2 separate regions of the Mus musculus genome follow, and region 1 is linked to region 2. The links are chromatin contacts, called in public Micro-C maps. All regions are on one chromosome and are shown on one strand. The core of a region is the stretch at or near the end of the contact, and the rest is flanking DNA. Distances in the headings are between cores, read along the strand shown. Region 1 has its middle 96 kb from the start of Gm22633. Region 2 has its middle 59 kb from the start of Gm30974.

Region 1 (7,733 bases), core at 455-2,954, 160 kb after region 2:
TCATTAGAATATGAAAGAATTAGGAAAGATCTTAGGTGAACAAAGAAATATTAGCATATGAGATTCAGAGATGAGTAATCAGGCTTCAGTTGGCTTCTTTAAGAGCTAAGGGAATTTGAATCAACACAGAACTGCATCAGAGCTGCAGTCCTCTGCTTTAAAGTACAGGGGTTTTCCTAGGTGTCTTTGGAGAGAAGGAAAGATGGAAGGGCAAGCTAGATTCACAAACATCCTCAATTCTGTTACTCTATACATTACAATGCTGTCTTCTCTGTTAAAAGAACTATCGCAAAATAATGTTCTTCTTTCCAAACTTACAACCTCAGAGTGAGGGATGGAATCAGGACTGAGATTGAAAGCAAACTGCTCAATGAATGCTCCTGCTGTACACTGCTTCCATCTTGTTTCTAATACATTGCTTCTTGCCTTAAACTTAAAATTCTTTAACATTAACCAGAAGAAGATTGAAGAACTCAGAGGAAAAAAAGAAATGGGCTACAGCAGTAGTACTGATTTTCCAATGCTTTATGACAAATGACCAAATGTAGATGATAAATAACACGCAATTGACTCTTAGAGGGATGTCTTCCATTCTGTGATAATGGCTATCAGTATGAAGAATTTGAGGTCTTATTAAATTATGTTGTAAAAATAAGGACTTTTAGAGATGCATCTATAGGCATAAACTAACACAAAGTGTGTAAAAAGATAGTTGTATAATGGAAAATGTGTTGTAAAGTACAGCACAGGGCAGAGAACTAACAACTGTCTTATAATTATCCAAAATAGTTTTTTTTTTAATTCAGCATGACAACACACACTGTCTACTGGAAGGAAAATAAAGAAAGCCTTGAGTCTGTCCCAGATACATGCTTTACAAGGCCCAGCAACTGCTTATTTTAGATACTTTGTGGTAAACCACACAGGATAAGATGGGGGGGAGAAGAGAAAGAGGGAGAGGGAGAGGGAGAGGGGGAGGGAGAGGGGGAGGGAGAGGGGGAGGGAGAGGGAGAAACATAGAGACTCATCGTTATCTGCATTTTCAGCACAATAATGTCTGAAAATTTCCATTTCCGACATTGTTCAAAGCTAAGCTCTTGCCCTATTATCAAAAAATAAATAAACCAAAGTCTTGTATCTAGAATTGTAATAAATATTTTAGGCTTTCATGCCCATCAGGAAGAACAGAAATATACCAAAACAATACTTCTGAAATCTTCTTTCTCCTCTACACAGTGAGAAACTTGGCTGGACGGAACCTTTAACTTTTAAATTAATCACTAAGACCCATCCCTGTATGGTTGAAACAGTCTAGTTATTGTCGGTACAAATGGCCACAACAACCCTTCCCACATTTTCACTGTTTGCTTACAGAAATATCTCAGAATGTGTGATCTTTTTAATATTATTTACCATGTAAGGAATGTTGGCAGGGGGAATTTAATACACTCAAACATTTAACCATTGATGAAAAAATCCATAGAAATTTTGAAAGGTTTTTCTTTCCTTCAAAACTAACATCATTTGATAATTTTAAACATGAGTCAAAAGGAAGTAACTTCCCAGAATATTTAAAATCCCTGGCAGCTTCTTTATTTTGCCCCAGCAAGGGAGATTTTTGATACACCCTCCCAGCTGCTGGTTCCTTATTCCCCTAGACCAAACTGGGAAATCTGAGCTCACTAGTTCCCAGTTCCTGTGACTCACTTCATGCTTTTGAATTGAAAATAATACTTTCCTGACCCCTTCTCTTTCATTCTTCTGAGGTTCTCTTTATCCGTGTGATCTAACAGGAAGGTTGTCTTGGCTTTGACGCTGCACCCAGAAGATGAAGACCACTAGCTTTTAGGAGTTGAGCCTTTGCTTTTTGCAAACCACGTGGTGGTGGTCATTTTCTAGATTTTAATCTATTCCACTGGAAAAGATCTTTGCGATCATCTCATGCTAATTCTTGGCAGTACATGCTTTCCTGTAAGCACCTAGAAATATGATAGCTAGACCATAGGTATTGCAAAGAAATAGAATTACTTTTCTCCACATACAGCTAGCTCAACCCCATAGCACCTCCAGTGAGGGGATCTCCAGATCTTAGAGGCTAGTACAATAAAATACATAATTTCTGTGTTTGTTTTATAGGCAAGTCAGCTTGGACACTTGGTTGGTGGCAATGGCTGAGCATAAAAGGAGAAAACAGAGAGTGAAATATAAAGGCTAAATAAAATGTAAAGGCTAAACAATTACTGATTTATTTTTCTCCCTTACCTTCTTTGATCAACATGGGGTTTCTAGCATTCCACATTTATTAACTCCAGTAATGGCTATAGTTTACTTAATACACAATTTAAAACCCTTTCATATACATTAAAAAAAAAAAAAAAAACCTCAATTATTTTGCCCTCAGTTCTCCTAAAACTGTAGATGGCTTCCAAACACATATGTATAGACAGGATCTCATCGAAAAGGTGAGATTACCACCAAGAAGAAAGACAATGACTTTTTAAAACTGAAGGTAATGAAAAATTACATTCTTTCATTGTGATGTTTTCTAGATATCAGCTTTTTATGTAAAAGTCTGAAGTGTCTGGCTTCCTTGTTCTTAAGATGTGGAAAACAAGATTTTGTAAACTATTCACTTACTCTGAATCTTTCATCACTCTAACCCTTTTCTTATTTGCTACAACTTCCTAACTTTACACAGACTTTAAAACACTGTGATTCTAGAAGAGGCAGCATCAATGTTTCATAAGGGGTTTTGAATTCAAATGATATAACATTGTATAGGAAATCAAGCATTATGCAGACATATATCAACATGTTAAGATATTATTAAATATGATATAATGTTAAAATGATCAAAAGAAACAGAATCTAAAAGATCTTTGCAAGTTCAAATAAAATAGTCTATGTATCAAGGTCAGCCAGGGCTACATTGCAAGACCCTGTCTCAAGTAAGTAAAAAAATTTTAATTTAATTATGAAATCGAGAAAGAAGAGTGGCAGATGTAGGCCCTGAAGGGAGATAACTTTTAAAACTTAATTTTTAAAAATCTTCATTAGAAACCTCAATGACAGAGGTGGCTATATACCCCATGTCTATGCTTCATAAATAATTATAAATATGCAAAAAGTTTCTTCAAAGAATTTCAATAAAATGTATTTTGAGCATATCTATTTCCAAAGTCTTATTAGTTTTGATAGACAAATATTACAAGAAGACAGGGAGTTTTTTAAAACTCAGAGTATAGATAAATATTTCATACAGGAGGTCTAACTAGAGTGACTGGTAGAAAACATGTATAATCTAAGTATAAAAGGCCCTGGGGAACACAAAACACAAAGGCTTCTTTGGACATGAGTGGCAGGTCTGTGTTGACTTGTTTGTATCTGATAGGAAAAGAATGAATCAGTAGGTAGGCTAAGGCAGAACAGTAGAAAGATTTGAGTGCAGCAAATGTGGTACCAATCCTTGGAGATTCCTGTATGACATGACATCATAGTGTTTGAATATGTGAGTACCTGATATTCTAATTACTCCTTAGAAATTGGAGTAAGGAGATTTCTTAGGATATTGCTGTTTCAGTCCAAATGAAGATTGATGGGGGATGAATAACTAGATAAAGAACTGTAGTCTTTCATTGTTTGCACCTTAAGCCCTGCTAGGTAGATTATGGTCCACTAGATGACCATATATCAAAAAGTATAGGGCAACACAAATCTTAGTTAATGGGCATTTTGGAACACAGAGTTGTAAGCAGGGAAGAGAAGACAGGTTGGGCTTGGGATCAATTAGGGGAGAGGAAAATATGATTAAAATACATTGTACAAAATTCTCAAAGAACTAATAAAAAGCTTAAAAATAAAATATAGAAAGCAAGGAAGATCTGTAGGAAAAGATAAAAAGGGATATTTGCAAGATGAGATGTTATCATCATGACAGAATCACGCATCAGAAGATCCTGAAGCCTCTGTCTCGCTCACTAACTGCTCCTAAAATACAAGAATGGCTTTTGCCTAAGGACACCATCAAGAGCTGAACATCCTCAAACAATAGACCAGATGGAATCCTGCAAGTAAATCATGTTATTACATGGTATGCTTTTGTGTTTTCTCTTGTTCTTCTCTTGCAGAGAAAAGTACAGAGTCACATGCTCAGTCAACAGAAACCCAGGCAAGAGTAAGGCTGACCGGGAAAATTCATCCCCAGCCAATGTCAAACATTCTACCAAGCCAGAGCCCGACAGTGAACACATGCTGGGTCAAGCAGGGAGTCAGAGCACAGCATGTCCCTTGAATATCCATACCAGTTGCCCAGTGGACACAGAAGGCCTGGGCTCTTGCTAGGGCCATTTAGCTCATGGGGTGAATAAGCCTCTAAATGATGTGATATTTTTATGGTAGTGGTTTAATTGATTGTCTTTTCAAATTAAGTTTGAAATCCCCTAAATTTCTTTATGTCTGTTGTTCCTGCTGAAGTCTAAATAAAGGAAACTTAATCTAATCAAACTAAAGATGAAAAATAAACATGGAATAGGAAAAGTAAGCAGTCTCTGTTATTGGAATTCCAGGGGCTTTTTCAGTTTGGCCAACACTGCCCCTACTCAGGAACCTCTGGTGAGATCCCTGGTAAGTACACAAAGAGTCAAGTACTACCAAATCACTGGCAGATTTGGAAAATATCCATCTCAATAGAGAAGAAAGCAACCATCATGTTAGTGAGCACAAATGAAAGACTGAGGGAATTCACTTGGTCGTGCAGTGGTTCTTCCTCATTGAACCAAAAAGGACAGGCTGAGCTTCTCGCCTACTTTGCCAAAGGAGTTTCAGTTGGAGTAGAGAGAGGGAAAATGCCTGCATATCACAGTGTTTAATAGAGAACATCCAATCTATAGAAGGACAAAAATTTACTGATTAACACACATGCTCAAATGGAAATATGGAACCAGGGATCAACCAGAAACAGATTTACTGAAATCTTTTCCAAGTTAAAGTTCCAGGTAAAGGTCACATGCCCAGAGGTGGGCAGCCACTCACCTGTGCAAGACAGAGACGATTCCAGTGACATAAATTTTCACACTGGACAGTTTAGAAAATTATATGACTAGGATTTTTTTAAATGCACATTTAGCTCCAAAACTATGCCAAGCCCTGGGTGTTCTATCCTGATTGACTGATGGATTGGAATGGATTGGATTGGATTGGATTGGATTGGATTGTGGGTGGGTTGGTTGGAGGGTTTTGCTGAGTTTTTCTATTTTTTTTTTTTACATTATTCCTCCTTTCCCCTTCCTTCCTCAAGCTCTTCTCTTGCCTTCAGTCAAATTCAGGACCTCCTTTTCCTAGTTATTGTTACACACATATATGAAAGAAAAATTTCAAGAGCTAGAGGATCAGGAAATCTACTGTGAGATTGTCTCATAGAAATGACAGGAACTCTTGATTCATATTACTTCAAGAATATGGCTGACTAAACAAGACCTTAAGAAGAATAACATCTAGAGACATGCTAATGGGAAAGGGAAAATCTCATGGGGTTCTACCCTCAAACAAAGAATAAGAGATTAATGCATGCTGAGAGCAGGAGAGATAGTTTTCTCCAGGGAAGAACCCCCTAATTGGTTATCCAATATCAATTAGTAAGTCCTGTGATTTTTAAGCAAGAAGTCTTGTGGGGGGGGGAAAAGATTTTTCTTTTCCAAACTATTTTTTTTTCTTAATCAATAGAAGCAACTGAAATTTTTGTGTATTATTGAAGATTTTGAAACAAAATATTTTGGAACCAGTTATGGCATTGAAAAGAGGAGAGGAAAATAGAGAGAAAAGGAGGCAAGGGGCTGGGGGGGGGGAGGGGAAGGGGAAGGGGAGGGAGCAGAGGAAGGGAATATGAGGTAGAAGGATGGACGGGAAATTACCTTAGACGTGTAACAATTTAGAACATCACAAAGACATCCACTGTGGCCTTGTATAGAAAGGGAAATGGGGTATAATAAGTTGTTCAAAGTCTCCCAGAGAGACAAAACTCATGGGTAGGATTTTTCAGTAAAATCTTAATTTGCCTTCTCCTTGGCACTCCCTAATTCATGTTCCTCCCACTAAATGCTGAAAGGAAAATCTCCTTGGAATTAGCTTAATGACCTATCACCCCAATTGTTATATTTAAGGGATGATTTTAAAAGTGCTTAGTAATAGAGTGTTTCACAACTAATCATATGATTCTGGGGATACATCTTGCCCAGTTCCATCATGGCTTATCTATGTGTTTCCTTCAGGCTTTCTTCCAAGGTGAAATAGAGACAATATAGTTGGTTTTGAAGTTTCGTATGTGGTAGTAATTAGTGTAAACTCTCACCACTGCCACCAGCTTATAACCAAGGTTAGTCTATAACAGTGACTGTAAACTTGATTTGGCCTTAACAAGTAACCACCAATATATCAATGAGTGAAAGTCACAAAGCTAATTTATCATTTAGTGAAATGTCAGTCATAGGTCAGCTAATCTCTGAAAAGGCCAGCTCATGCCCCTGCGTTGGGGAAAGCTTTGTTATAATATGACAATCCTCTCCTGATCTCTTTGTTGGAAAATAAAAGGTCAACTAATCAGAACTTTCACCTGAAAGTGGACATGGAGCTTCCATTCACACCAACATAGAAACTTGTGTGGCCCTGCCAGATTTGCATCTGTTTCCCACACATACAGTCAATCATAGGGTGGTTATTTTAATTCTCCCATGAATTCACAAAAAAAAGATGCAAACCTAAATCCTCCTTTTTAATAAATTCTTATTAATGTTTTATGGTAGAAGTATGATTCTCTCACTACCTAAATACATTCATTTCCCTAGACTAGGAAGAGATTTGAACTTACACCACAACACTGTAAAACTAAGTGGAAGAGTGCCTCCGAAGACCCCCGTTTCTTATGTCCTCCTTGTCGAGACATGACAGTTGAAGCTTGTTGACATGATTGCTTTTTCTTTCCCATGATTCTGGGCATACAGACATCTTTTCCAGTTCCATCATGGCTTATCTATGTGTTTCCTTAAGGCTTTCTTCCAAGGTGAAATAGAGACAATATAGTTGGTTTTGAAGTTACACTTCCTGGGAAAAGACCGCAATGTCTCACAATATACAGCAAGAACTCTAAAAGTAATGTTCACCACTATCCCACAATGATGTATTGCCCTGACACACATTTTTAAAACCAAAAATCTTGGTTGAGGAAAAGGCTCTGTGGTTGCAAAGGCTCACTCTTTTGTAGAGAAATGCAATTCTCACCACACACTTAAGGTTAACACTGCCTCTGCCTCCTCTACCACCAGGGTATGTGATGCCCTCTTCTGGGTTCTGCAGGTGCCCACACCAACCAAACACACACATACACACACACACACACACACACACACACAAACACACACCTGTAAATAAACAAATCATCTCTATGAGTCTTAAAATTTTAAACAAAAAATCCTCATGAAAGAATTGATAGTAACACAGGAACCGATTGAAAATGATAAAATTGAAAGCATATAATTAATTTAAAAATCTTAATGGATAGGCTTATGTTTGGCCATAAAATAAAAATGGCATAAGTCAGAACCAAGGGACTTGACAACTGACTTATTTAATTTACCCTCTTCCCCAAATAGACTAGACAAGGAAAAAAAGGTATGAACATTATGTCCAAAACTTGTGAGACCGTAAGGAAGGATCTCACACAGCAATGCACTTTCAAAAGG
Region 2 (7,172 bases), core at 264-2,763:
ATCATCAAATACGTTTAAAAAGGGATATAAAGGTGTATCAAAAAGTAAGCCAGTTCAGAAAAGGACAAAACACTAAAACTGTTAAGCAGTAGACAAGAAACACAAGGGTTTACGTGTCTTTTGCTTTCTAACACTCTCTCTAGGTAAAGTTTATCTTGCTTCCTTCTTCATCAGGAAACTAGAAACATTAAAGTACTTCTATTAAGCATCTAGCCCTTCTCCTCACCTCTACATCCTTTGCTACCAACTCCACCTAACCACTGGATATTAGTGATCACATTGCCCACATCTTGATCCAAGGCAAACTCTACCACTTCTTCTGCAATAGTAGTTTTTTATAAGTCAAGCTTTGTTGTAGCTAGTATCTTGTCTTCTGAGGTTGATGCTATAAGAGTAAACTGTCACTATGTAGACCTTATTTATATCCTAAAGTCATGAGACTCCAGAGAATATGTCAAAAGTTTTTAGTAATACTAAACCAAGCCAAACTATTTTACAATCTGAAACAGTTGACAGTTAAATAATAGAAATAGTTAGTATAGATCCATTTAACTCCAATCTCAGATATAGGTATAAAATAATAGTAACACTTTAGCATTTGTGGTGCATTAACACAAACGCTAAGATTTTTACATGGAATCTCTACTACTATTTCACTATTAAAAAGGAAGAACAGAAAGACAAAGATACTTGCCCAGTTAACACAACTATCCAAATCCTTCGTTTCTTTAATTTAGCTATTTGATACTATTTTCTTTAAATTCCCATTGTAATAGCTTTCTCTGTCATTAGAGCTGAAGGTGTCAATAGGACTCAAAATATGTTGAATATTAAAACTTACACCCCAGAACATGTGTCAGCACCCCACGCCTCCAACCCCTTCTTCCTTTCTTCTCCCTTCCTGATCCACTCTTCTCTCAGAGTAAGGAAGGGATTTGTGTCTACATGGGCAGTCCAACCTGCACAGAGATGTTTGGAAGACCAGAGCTTGGTAATTATGCTTTCCTGTGTCTTCTGGAAATTATATTGGTTAATCAATGCAACTGTTCCCTAAATCCAAACTGTTATTACTGATGAACTAAATATCACAGCTTAGCATTATTAGGGGGTCTCTCCTATGTAATACGAAAGAGGATAATGCAGCTGTCCCATGGTTTTTTTTGGAATTCCACAGACCCACAAGAAGATTGGCAGAACCCCATGAGGAAACTCATTCACAAAGAAGCCCTGCATTTTTTAGATTCTTTATTGGTCATGTAAGTGAGGCTCAATCTAAACAAAGACATGTAAGAAATATAATCAGCGAAAATGAGTCAGAAAGTCTGTACTTCAATTCTAACTGTGCTCATCATCTGGCCATGGGTAGGTTAATTATCACTTTAGGCCCCAGGATCTCTCAGCAAAATTAGCTCCAGAGTGATTCAAGTATGACATTCAATAATGAGACATAGCCCAGTAGTCATGGCCGTGTGGGCATCACGCCCTAAATTCTAACAAGTTTTGCTTATTTTTTTTATAAATGAAACAAGATTTTTAAAAGCAGAGGTCTCTTAAAGGCCACTCAGAGCAGCTAAGAAACAATGTGTCATATGGTAGACATCAAAACAATGAGTCACTTTACTTAAAAGAGAAAACTGGCAAATCAATTTTTGTGCTTCATATTTATAAAGCAACTAATTAGTAGACACTTTAGAGTTTTTAATTTATTGAACAATGTACAGTCTTTCACAGAGTAGGGGGAGAATTGCTAGCCTGGAATAACGTATAATCTTTTGAGTCACTATGATTTTTTTCTTACTTTAAAGCGAAACAAGCAATGGAAAAATGAAACCTCCAAGTAATCTTACGATGGTCCCCATTGCTTCTGTTCCTTTTACAGGCATTTTTTGCCAACATTCAAGACAAGATTATCAAATTAAATTTTACTTAATAAATTGGCCAACACTGCCTCTGGCTATTGTATAAAATATTCCCTTGTTCATTATTTAGTTCTTTGGTGCTTGCTAGAAATGTTTACACCCCCCTACTCTTGTTTGTAATGAACCATAAAAGAAAAGTCTTTGCAAAAGTTATTGATGTTATGTCATTGCTGCATACATACGAAGATGGTCTACCAGCTTTGTGTGTATGGTGACAGGCATCGCTATACATTTTTATATTCTGCTGTAACAAAATGTTTTCTATGTGAGATTAAAATTGCATTATAGGAGGGCTAAAGAGAGGGCTCAGTAAGTGGTTCAGAGTTCTGGCTGCTCCAGATGACAATGGTCATATCAAGGACAGAGGAAAGTTCTACACTGCAATTACTTCAAATATTTACCACAGTCTGGCTTGGTTTGCACTGGACCTAGGATTGATTTCCATCACTCACATGGAGGCTCACAACTGTCTGAAATGCCAGGTACAGGAGATCTAATCATCTCTTCTGGGCACTTTAGGCACTGCCCGCATGTGATGCTTAGGTTCACATGCAGCCTAGCACCAACACACATAAAATAAAGTAAGTATATTTAAAAATATGTTCTGAAATAAAAGTTTGGTTGTATCTGAATACAGCTCTTTATATAATATGGAAATTATTTGAAACTCTTACTTTGAAAAAAATTGAAGTCAATTTCCCTCTCATTGAGATTGAGGCACATACAGTGATTTGTTTCCAACATATACAATAAGGCAAAAATAACTAGCATACCCAGAAACTTGGCCAGTGAAGGAGCACATTACCGAGATGAACGTGGACTCCTCTAGGAGGTCGCTACAATACCAAATGTCACACTCCCAATCAATATTTTCTCCTCAAATACTTTAGCATTCCCATGATTATGTAGCCAGGCAAGAAGGAGCAGCAGTTTTCAGGGACAGACTTCTCGAGATTTTGTTCCTCTCTTTTTTCCCCTAAGAAGGGATGTATGCAGCTCTAATACCATAGGTCTGGCTAGCTGTTGTATCATGTGTTGAGTTTCTTTTCATAACAGTCCCCACAACAACTATGCTCCAGATGACAATGGTCATATCAAGGACAGAGGAAAGTTCTACACTGCAATTACTTCAAATATTTACCACTGTCTAACTTGGTTTGCACTGGCTAAACAAGCAACATAAAAATCCTTGCTCAGCTGTGTGCTACAAAGCACAGGACTGGAGAAGTGACCCAAGCCCTTGGAGGAGCCCAAAAGATCATGAGTTGGATCCCAGACATTGGACAGTTGGAGTTTAATTTTTGCTTTTGATTGTGACTGTGCCCTGATATTTTTCCCTCTTGAAGGAAGAAAGTATTTTAGTGGAGCCCACAGTTAAGAGACTTTGAATTTTAAAAGAGATTGAATATTTTAAGGAGATTGAAATTTTAAGAATATGTAAAGACTGTAGGACTTTGAAAGTTATTTAGATCTTGGGGCTGAATAAGTAACTAAGGGTTGAGGCTTACTAGTGATGTGTTTGTGTGTCAAGTTGACAAGGGGTCAATTGTACTGGCTGGTTTTGTGTCAACTTGACACAGGCTGGAGTTATCACAGAGAAAGGAGCTTCAGTTGAGAAAATGCCTCCATGAGATCCAGCTGTAAGGCATTTTCCCAACTAGTGATCAAGGGTGGAGGACCCATTGTGGGTGGGACCATCTCTGGGCTGGTAGTCTTGGGTTCTATAAGAGAGCAGGCTGAGCAAGCCAGGGGAGGCAAGCCAGTAAAGAACATCTCTCCATGGCCTCTGCATCAGCTCCTGCTTCCTGCCCTGTGTGAGTTCCAGTCCTGACTTCCTTCAGTGATGAACAACAATGTGGAAATGTAAGATGAATAAACCCTTTCCTCCCCCCCCCCAAAAAAAATCCTTGCTCTTAGAGTATACATCTGTTAAAGAATGAAAAAAATTAATAAGAAAAATATTGTATACGTAAAATAGAAACAAGTTAATAGTGCGCACATATGTAAAATATTAAGTGAAGGTAAGTACTATGAAAAATTTAAGTGAAATCGTCCTAATAGAAATTGAAAATATAATAAATATCAATGGTTAGAGATTGTGAGTAGGAGGGAATGATGAGGACAGGATGGTTAATAGATAATAGCTACAGCTGGAGTGGAAAAATAACTTCTGCTGTTCTGTTGCACTGTCAAGTGACAGCAGGTAGTAATAACATAGTAAGAATTTCAAAAAAAACCTCATTGAAAGTATTTTGGATATTTGCACCATAGAGAAATGCTTTATGTTTGAATTGATTGGTAGTGAGCATTTATGGACTTTACAGAAGAACTATAATAATTAACACTTGGAGTGTTGGCTGCATGATTAATGATGAGCTAGGAAAGTTAGGATAGTTCATTTCAACTCAACAACTCTATTATGGACTAGAGAACAAAAATCACACTGTGAGGCAATAGCAGTCATCAGACCAAACTTTTGGAGTTCAGATCATTAATTTAACTAAGACTAAATTTTGCCTTTTTCTGTCCTTGTAAATTCTAAGTTTTATTTTACATAGCATAGTAGGGTGATTAATAGAAAGGAGACTCTGGAAACAAATTCTAGTTTTTCCCAGAATACCTTCTGCTCTGTGATCCCCAAGGAAAACTCTTGCATGGGGTGTGACTTACATACAAGAGAGTCTAACAACAATGCACACACCTTTAATCCCAGCACTTGGGAGGAAGAGGCAGGTGGATTTCTCAGTTTGAGGGCAGCCTGGTCTACAGAGTGAGTTCCAGGACAGCCAGGGCTATACAGAGAAACCCTGTCTCGAACCCCCACCCCCCAAAAAAAGTGGTTGTATTGAGAGTTTGGAAATCAAAGCCGGTTGTCAACCCAGTCCTGTCATGCATTCATCTGCCTCTTTTTCTTTTCTTTTCTTTTCTTTTCTTTTCTTTTCTTTTCTTTTCTTTTCTTTTCTTTTCTTTTCTTTTCTTTTCTTCTCTTCTCTTCTCTTCTCTTCTCTTTTTTTTCTTTTCTTTTTCTTTTTCTTTTTTTTTTTTTTGCTTTCGACATGACAGATGATACCCTGTGTCCTTCCCTAAGGACTTCTTGGATGGTGGAGTGGTCGCGGCCCTCACAAAGACCACGGTAGCACCCATCGAGAGTGTCAAGCTGCTGCTGTATGTGCAGCATGCCAGCAAGCTAATCACAGCAGATAAGCAATACAAGGGCATAATAGACTTCGTGGTTTGTAACCCCAAGGAACAGGGAGTCCTGTCCTTCTGGCGTGGGAATCTGGCCAATGTCATCAGATACTTCCCCACCCAGGCTCTCAACTTTGCCTTCAAAGATAAATACAAGCAGATCTTTCTGGGTGGTGTAGACAAGAGGACCCAGTTTTGGTGCTACTTTGCAGGGAACCTGGCATCAGGTGGTGCCACTGGGGCCACATCCTTGTGCTTTGTGTACCCTCTTGATTTTGCCCGTACCCATCTAGCAGCTGATGTGGGCAAAACTGGAGCTGAAAGGGAATTCAAAGGCTTTGGTGACTGCCTAGTTAAAATCTACAAATCCGACCAAGGCTTTAATTGTCAGTACAGGGCATTATCATCTACCCAGCTGCCTACGTTGGTATCTATGACACTGCAAAGGGAATGCTCCCAGATCCCAAGAATACTCACATCTTCATCAGCTGGATGATTGCAGTCTGTCACTACTGTCGCTGGCCTGACTTCCTATCCTTTTGACACTGTTCGCTGTTGTACCATGATGCAGTCAAGACGCAAAGGACCTGATATCATGTACACAGGCATGCTTGACTGCTGGCAGAAGATCGCTTGCTATGAAGGGAGCAAGGCTTTTTTCAAGGGTGCATGGTCCAACGTTCTCAGAGGCATGGGTGGTACATTTGTGCTTGTCTTGTATGATGGGATCAAGAAATACACATAGTTATGTCCTAGGTGTTCTCCCTGAGAACAGGCATGCTTAATAATATACCATATCTTGAACATTCTGGACAGAGATTCTCTGGGTTTGTCTGTTTTATCAATGGCAACTATTTACCAGTTGAGAAGTGGAAAGCAACAATTTTCATCTGACCAGTTTTTTCTTAAAGCCATTTCCATAATGACAATAATGATGAGACTCACTTATATTTTTTATTTCAGTCACTCCTGATAATAACCAAAACCAAAAAGAAGGAGGAAGAAGGGGGGAGGAGGAGAAGGAGGAGGAGGAGGGGGGGGAGTGGTTGTACTATCCCCTCACATTCAGTGAATGAAACAAGGTGACTCGTCATTCATGCCCACTTAGCACTGTTTGTCTGCTCTTCTAATTAGGACCAGATAGAGCTGGGATAAACTAATTGGGGTTTTATACATCTCATAAACTGGAATTGTCTTCCAACTGCCCTAAGACAGAAAGCTCATCGTCCGGGTGTTGTGCTCTTGGTGCTTCATGCATTTATTTTCATGCTATTGGGATGGTTTATGTTTGAATTAACTGGTATTAGCTTGGTTTACTGCCAAATATAGTACTTTTTATTTATTTCATTATCATCTTAAATGTGCTTCATAAATTTAGCATTCAAACAGGACGTCAATGCTAGAAGTTGGGCACTAAATATTACAAATGTTAGTAGGGCTGAATTAAAATACTGCACCCTCCTTTGCCCCTCGGTGTGAGTCAAGATGCTCTATTCATCAGGCATGTTAGTTTCAAGACCTAGAAGTCTGATGTTCTTACTCTAAAAGTATCAGAAATTATTTTGTGCAGTTTATAGCAAGGCAACTGATAAGTACATACATAGTAAAGCTTTATTTATTCTTTAAAATACATTTATCTTCTTTTAATACATTTATCTTTAGAAATTTCAATGGCATGCTTATCAGGAGGAGGAATGAAAGAGTATTTTATAGAGGTTATTGGATTTATCAGCCTAAGCAAATCCACTTTGGAATAATAAAATCCTTATTGGCTTATCAACGACTGCACTGTGCTGTATTTGCTTTTACACTTTTACCTCATGTGCTTTGTGTTATGGGGAAATTTTCAGAAGTTCATAACTTTCTTACCTTGTGGCGGCTAAAATATTAGGCTACAAAACTTTCACCTCTCCCCAAAATGTCTTAAGCATGTCAGAAACTTAAAACTCTATGACTTTACTCCTTTTGTAAGCAGAAAATTATTATAACTCAAATTATTCCCAGTTCCAAGCTAACCACTGAAAGGCATGGCTTTTCACATAAAATGGATGCTCAGTTGTCCAG

Evidence for each region. Hi-C and Micro-C count contacts between places; a contact is called where the count stands out from the background.
Region 1: a contact with region 2 is called in a Micro-C map of muscle stem cells, with 6 times the contacts expected there. The contact joins two enhancer-like sites. A contact is called at or near these places in 4 of 484 Hi-C or Micro-C datasets (cortical neurons, granulosa cells and muscle stem cells).

The regions. Positions count from the first base shown.
Region 1 is chr1:12,274,782-12,282,514 of GRCm38.p6, forward strand. No RefSeq gene overlaps it. Among named protein-coding and RNA genes, the nearest start is that of Gm22633, 96 kb to the right of the region's middle. Within about 2 kb of position 1,705, at least 9 of the 459 cell types and tissues checked have an H3K27ac peak or open chromatin away from gene starts, as enhancers often do. A contact at or near this core is called in muscle stem cells, where this site is marked.
Region 2 is chr1:12,115,983-12,123,154 of GRCm38.p6, forward strand. It overlaps the pseudogene Gm7560. Among named protein-coding and RNA genes, the nearest start is that of Gm30974, 59 kb to the left of the region's middle. Within about 2 kb of position 1,514, at least 6 of the 459 cell types and tissues checked have an H3K27ac peak or open chromatin away from gene starts, as enhancers often do. A contact at or near this core is called in muscle stem cells, where this site is marked.